Regions from separate parts of the Mus musculus genome. Here region 2 is linked to region 1. The links are chromatin contacts, called in public HiChIP or PLAC-seq maps. All regions are on one chromosome and are shown on one strand. The core of a region is the stretch at or near the end of the contact, and the rest is flanking DNA. Distances in the headings are between cores, read along the strand shown. Region 1 holds the start of Tmem132c (transmembrane protein 132C). Region 2 overlaps Tmem132c (transmembrane protein 132C).

What was found. HiChIP or PLAC-seq counts read pairs in DNA pulled down with a chosen protein or histone mark.
Region 2: a contact with region 1 is called in an H3K4me3 HiChIP or PLAC-seq map of stem cell-derived neural progenitor cells, with 38 read pairs. The contact joins the enhancer-like site here to the promoter of Tmem132c in region 1. A contact is called at or near these places in 6 of 39 promoter capture datasets (cranial neural crest, embryonic stem cells, frontonasal cranial neural crest and 3 more), 2 of 484 Hi-C or Micro-C datasets (8-cell embryo and uterus), 7 of 115 datasets of contacts at active chromatin or transcription factors (craniofacial prominence, embryonic forebrain, embryonic limb bud and 4 more) and 2 of 9 other capture datasets (adipose tissue and embryonic stem cells).

What each region holds. Positions count from the first base shown.
Region 1 is chr5:127,240,388-127,243,403 of GRCm38.p6, forward strand. It overlaps Tmem132c (transmembrane protein 132C), which reads left to right and starts at 1,439. Exons shown (of 9, transcript NM_175432.3): 1 at 1,439-1,633. The coding sequence starts at 1,528.
Region 2 is chr5:127,404,965-127,407,980 of GRCm38.p6, forward strand. All of the region lies in intron 2 of Tmem132c (transmembrane protein 132C), which reads left to right. Among named protein-coding and RNA genes, the nearest start is that of Tmem132cos, 120 kb to the left of the region's middle. Within about 2 kb of position 1,552, at least 47 of the 459 cell types and tissues checked have an H3K27ac peak or open chromatin away from gene starts, as enhancers often do. A contact at or near this core is called in craniofacial prominence, neural tube and stem cell-derived neural progenitor cells, where this site is marked.

The sequences.
Region 1 (3,016 bases), core at 189-2,688:
AACGGGCTGTTGCACATCTCCTTTGCTAAATATTTGAGTTTTTTTTAAAAAGTCATTCTCTAGAGACTTCCAGACTTAAAAAACAAAAAACAAACAAACAAATGATTAAGTCTGCCTTCCCCTCTTGGGGCTCATGTGACTTCGTTATTGCTTCCTAAGGATGTGTCTACCGTGGCTTAGTGAGCTGAACAGTAGGGCCTGCATCACCTAAATATAAAGTGGCTGCCTCCCTGGCCTGTGAGAGCCCAGTTGCGTTTTGGGTGCAAGCTAGTCTCCAAGGTCTGGGCTCCTTGGGCTGCTTCTGCCTTCTCCTGATCTGGGGGTTGGAAAGCTTGCTTCTTGCCCTGGTATTTCTTCTACAATCACTGTTTTTGAAAGCTTTTCCAAAGGATTGGTCAACAGGATTCTGTCAGCCCTGGTTGGGAGAGGGACCACTGAGCCTATGCAGCGTGAGGCTTAGAACAGGGTGGGGATCCCCAGGTTTGGAGAGCTAGTGGCAGATAGAGGCTCGCGCGTGCATCCTGAGAACCTTTCACTTGCAGACCCAAGAGGGTCTTTGTGCAGCACACTGCCCAGGCTCCTGGACCAGCAGATGAAACCCTAGGGCTGGTAAGCCTAAAGGGACATGGCTAGAACCTGGTGACCAGAAGGGAGTGCTGGGAAGTCAGGAGAAAATGGGTTCAGGGTGTGCAGAGAAACCGCTCTCACCGAGGCACATCTGAGGCATGTTTTTTTTTGGGGGGGGGGAGGGGGAGGTGGAGACATGGCGTCGCTGTTTTGTTTTAACCCTGCACAGTTGATTTTTTTTTTTTAAAGTACATTGGGTGAGAGACACAAAAGAGTCTCGCCTTTGCCACATGCCCCAGGCCGGTTTCTAAAGACAGTGGGGTTAGTCAGCGCGTTCCCAAGCGCAGTGCACGCGGAGCACACATCCGAACACATCCCACTGAATCCAATCTTTCGCTTAGATAGTTCCTCCACAGCTGCACGTGGCTTTGAAATCCAGTTGTCTCCAGCCCTCAGAAGAGGAGGACCTAATGTTGTAGATGGGGAACCGACGGCCCCGAGTGACCGTGAGGGGTGGGGGGAGCAAGTCGCAGGGAGCAAGGATCCAGCTCCATCCTGCGTGGTGAGCACCTGGGCAGAGCCGTCTTGCAGGACATGGTTGCGCGGAGGCAGGAGACTGCGAGGCGGCCGATCAGCAGCAGGAGGAGAGGGATTCGAGGTCTCTGAGTCTCTTCGTCCTCTCTCTGGGTCTCCCTCCCGAGGCCTGCGCTCCGGGAACCTCTCTGGCACACAAGCATCCTCCATCCATCCCTCTGGCCGCGAGCGGGGGCCGGAGGTGGGCGGATCCGGAGGGTGTAGTGGGCGGGCCCGAAGTGGGCGGTCCCGGGGGCGGGATCAGCAGGACCGCGGCTGCAACCCGAGAAAAGTTGTCCGGACCCGTTCAGGAGCAGCCGCCGGAGCCGGAGCGCTGCCGGGGGCGGCCCCGGGCATGGGGCAACCGGCGCGGTCCCGGGGCTGGCGATGGATGGCGTGACAGCGGCCACGATGCGCTCCGAGGGCGCGGCCCCGAGGCGGGCGGCGCGGTACGGGGCGCTGAGCCTGGTCCTAGCCACGCTACTGGGCCAAGGTAAGGCGGGCGCTGGCGGGGACCTCCAGGTCCCCTAGTAGGCTGCGGGAAAGCCGGGGCGAGGGTGGAGAGAGCGGCGCGAGATCCGGGTCCCATCTTAGAGCCTCCATCTACGGAAACAGCGGACACCAGCCTCAGCTTGGAGCATTAGAGTCAGTGCTAGGGATCCTCCGCGGCAGCCCACCTCGAAGCCCTACTGCCTCCCTCCAGGAGAGCGGGGGGGGGGGGGGGGCGTGGTTGCCGGACTCTGGGTCTGGGCTACACCTTGACTTCTACATTGGGCTACACACCCGGGACTCGGTGCAGCTGCGGGACGCGGGGAGGACCCTGGTTTCCCGCGGCCCCTTCCCCAGCTTTAGAGAAACCTGAGACTTTCCGCCCTACATTAGACCGAACGGTGGCATTGAAAGCATCGGACCGCTCTGGTTTCCAGCGACTCGCCGTTAGGCTCCCACTTCGGTCCTTTGCTCCGGGGGCCGTGGGAATCCGGACTCTGCAGGTTTCTGGAGACTTGTGCAAACCGGCTGACGCAGCCTGGCCAGAGCGCTCGCTGCTGCTTAAGGTCGCTAAGTCATATTATTACTCTTCTGTGAGCCCGGTCGGCGGCAGGCAGGACTGGAAGATCGGAGCCGCTGGCTTCAGGCATTTAGGGTCCGCGAGCTACGGGGTGCGGTCGCGGGGGCGCCCTGAAGGGGTTTTCGCGTGCGGTGGGTTAAGCCCGGATGTTCCCCGGAGTCCTGAGCCCTCCCGCAGCGAGGCGGGTTCAAGCTCAGCCTTTGACACGGACTGGACTGAGGATTCGCTCTAATCCGCCCCGCACAGATGTCGAGACCTCACTCCTGTCCGGGGTTCCAAGGATGGGCTGGAAATGTATCTGGGGAGACAAGTTGACAATTGGCGTTAAAAAGTAGAATTTGCTTTACAAAAGTCTCTACTCCACCATGTGAAACCAGGGGATGCCCCTTACTCGAGGAGCAATTCCCAGACAAACCTGCCATGTACGCTGTGCTTCCTTCCAGTGGGTCCTGTTTCCACAGAGCCCCGGGTAAACTGGGGTGGGGGGTGGGGGTGTTGGGAGTGGGCTTCCCCCCCCCCCCAAAGAGCAGAAATTCAGGAGCCTTTACCTGTGTTCTGCTATTAGCCCAGAGGCGGCTCTCGGTACACACCTCCCCGCGGATTCTGATCACCAAATGGCTTAATGGGGAGTTAGAAAGAAAGAGAGAAAGAGACCCAGATTTCGCTTCTGACTAAGAAGCGGCTGTTATTGCGGTGGCCGTTTTAGACCTTGGGCTGGCTGGCGATTGAAGGCGCTGGGGTGGGGCTGGCATGGTGGAGGTTGCAGGGCTGGGAAAGCCCATGTGATGCAAAGCGCCCCCCTCCCCA
Region 2 (3,016 bases), core at 302-2,801, 160 kb after region 1:
AGGTAATCAAGACAGTCCCCCCAAAGATGTGTTTGGAGGCCCATCTCCCAGCTGATCTTAGGTCCTGTTAAGTTGAAGAGTAGCCATCACAACCAACCAACAATGGCCATCACAATGAACATTCATTGCCCTCTGCTTCCTGGCTGTGGCTACAATGTGACCAGCTGCCATGAAGTCACCCCCACCACCACCACCCATGAGGGACTTCTTTTTTGTCCTGTAAGCCAGAATAAAGCCTTCCCTCCTTAAATTGCTTTGGTAAATTATTTTATCAAAGCAACTAGGAAAATGACTAATACGGTAGTGTAACTCAGACTGTATGCACACAGGTTAGCAAGCAGTATCTTGCAACATTCATTTATGTATGCATCTGTCAGGTGGGTGTTACACATCTGCCCATACATACATGTGCGTGTGAGCATGTTTATATCTGAAAGCTTTCTCAAGTGCATATTTACTTTGGCACGGTGAACCGACCCTTTGTGTGTCTTCATGCATAACAAAAGGCAGCTTGAGACCAGCTGAGTTGACTTTTCAAGCTCACAAGAGGCCCACGAGCTCTATTGAAGGAACCCTGCTCTGAAACACCCCCCCTCCCCCGACACATACACACACACACACACACACACACACACACACATTCCAAGCAGAGCAGCTTCTAAGAGGCTGCAGTGAAGTGCACGTGGGCAAGATGCCAGGCTGGCACCCGGCCATGGATTTCAGTTTTGACAAATGGTGAGAATAGGAAGGGTCAGCCGCCAACGCCGAGAAAGGCTGCTGACCGTCCACTCTTCTGCTGTGATGGACGGGTTCTCCCTGGCAACTTCTGACCCACAACTACTGCCGTTACCCTCCCCTGTGACCTTCTGTAGTCTCAGGGCCGGCTTCAGCGGTGCCTACTGACCTCCCTGTGGTCTCCTGAGGCAGGCGCAGGAGGAACATCTAATGACTTGCTAGTCACCCGTCTTTCTAATATTCCTGGTGTTGGCCACTTCTAATTTGGAAGGAAAATGTGCGAGATGCCTAAGAAGAGACGGTCTAAATCAGGGCTGTGCTTTAGATGTGGGATGTCCCCAAAGGCTCCTGTGACTGAACAATTGGTCCCCAGCTGGTGGCTCTGTTCAAGAAGGTTGTGTGAGCTTTAGGTGGTAGAGAGACTCACTGGAGGAAACGGATTACTGAGAGCAAGCTTTGGGGTCTTATGCCTCAGTTCTACTTCCTGTTCCTGACTGGTGATGTCACGTGACCAGACACAGTCCTGGTGCACTGTGGTGCCTTGCCCTCCACATCAGGATGCATTCTCTCAAATTGTAAGCCAGAGCAAACCATCCTCCCTTAAGTCGCCTTTTGTCAGGTACTGGGACATGGCAACAATACAACAAGCACTCCTCCAAATCAGTCACGTTTGCAGAGCTGATCAGATCCCCCCCCCTCCCCCCCCCCTCCCGAGACCTGCCAGGGCCACAGAAGCTGAGCAGCCTGGAAGCAGCCATCTCTAGAGGCTAAGCTGAAGATTCAGTGCAGAAGGAATGCCTTTGAAGTTCCAGGGGCACATGGTCGGGTTACACTTCTTAGTGTAAACAACTCTAAAGTAAATACTCTCATCTCTGCAGGCCAAGGCGTCTTTGCTACGATTATCCCACTGTGCCACCAGCAATGCAAGGACATGAATATGCCGTGTTCTGGTAAATTTTTCAGTTACCACGATCACAAGGAGACTGGGCTGGGGGGGCGGGGGGCAATGGTTTGAGGACCTTTGACCTGAACATGGGCCTTCCCTAACTCTTCTGTTTTGCTGTGAGATCTCATGTAGCAGCAAACTCTATGAGCCAGGAGTTGTCAAGCTAGCTCAGTAGATTGGGGGGGGGGGGGGGTCCTGTGCAACACAAGGGTTTTAACAGCATCTCTGGCCTTTCCCAACTAAATGCTTGAAACATCTCTACTTCCCTTAGTTCTTTTTTAAAAGATTGATTGACTAATTGTGTGTGTGTGTGTGTGTGTGTGTGTGTGTGTGTGTGTACACCTGTGTAACTTTGAGTGTTCCTTCCCAGAGACCAGCAGAAGGCGTCAGATCCCCTGGAACTAGAGTTACAGGTTACTATAAAACTACCTGACTGGTGTGGATGCTGGCAACTGAACCCAGGTCCTCTCCAAGAGCCGAATGTGTTCTTAACATCAGATCCGTCTCTCCATTTTCCCCTCATTCTGACGTTCAAAGATATCAGCAGACACTTCAGCTTGCTCCAGGCCAGGTAGGGGAGGCGAATCCTCCTGTCAAGAGAGCCGACTTTCAACCCTCCCTCTATTGTTGCATTAGCTGCAGTGAGATTTGCTTGTAAATTTGAAGGTGTAGATGCCCCTGCTTCCAGCTGAAAGAAAAAAAAATTGCAGACAGGTCAGAATCTCAGGCTCTCGTCTTTTGAGCAAAAAAGGGAGGCTGTCAAGCCTGGTCTCAGGCCTGGAGCATAACTTTCAAAAAGAGTTTGAATATCAATATGGGAGATAAGAGTTTGAGATGGTCTCCTCTAGAGGGGTTTAAACTAGGAAAGGAGAGTTAAGTGGTGGCAGCATTGCAAAGCACAGTGTTGGATATACAGGGCCTGGGCCAGCTTGCCTAGGACAGTGGTTCTCACCCTGTGGGTAGTGACCCCTTTCGCAGGGGTCACATGTCAGATATCCTGCATGTCAGATAATTACAAGTATGGTTCATAACAGTATCAAAATTACATTTATGAAGTAACAATGAAAATAACGTGATGGTTGGGGGCTTCGCCACAACATGAGGAACTGTGTTAAAGGGTCACAGTGTTAGGAAAGGTTGAGAACTACTGGCCTAGGAGATGACCCCAACCCTAACCCTTTCCTGGCTGTGTTACCCTGGGACATTATTAGCCTCTCTGTGCTTAGGTCCTCTCCTCTGTAAAAACTTGAATATCCAATGCAGATTCCAGGCTTGTAGGGCCACGTTGAAGACTGACTGCATTTCTCTCAGAACAGTGAGATAGTGTTCTCTCAC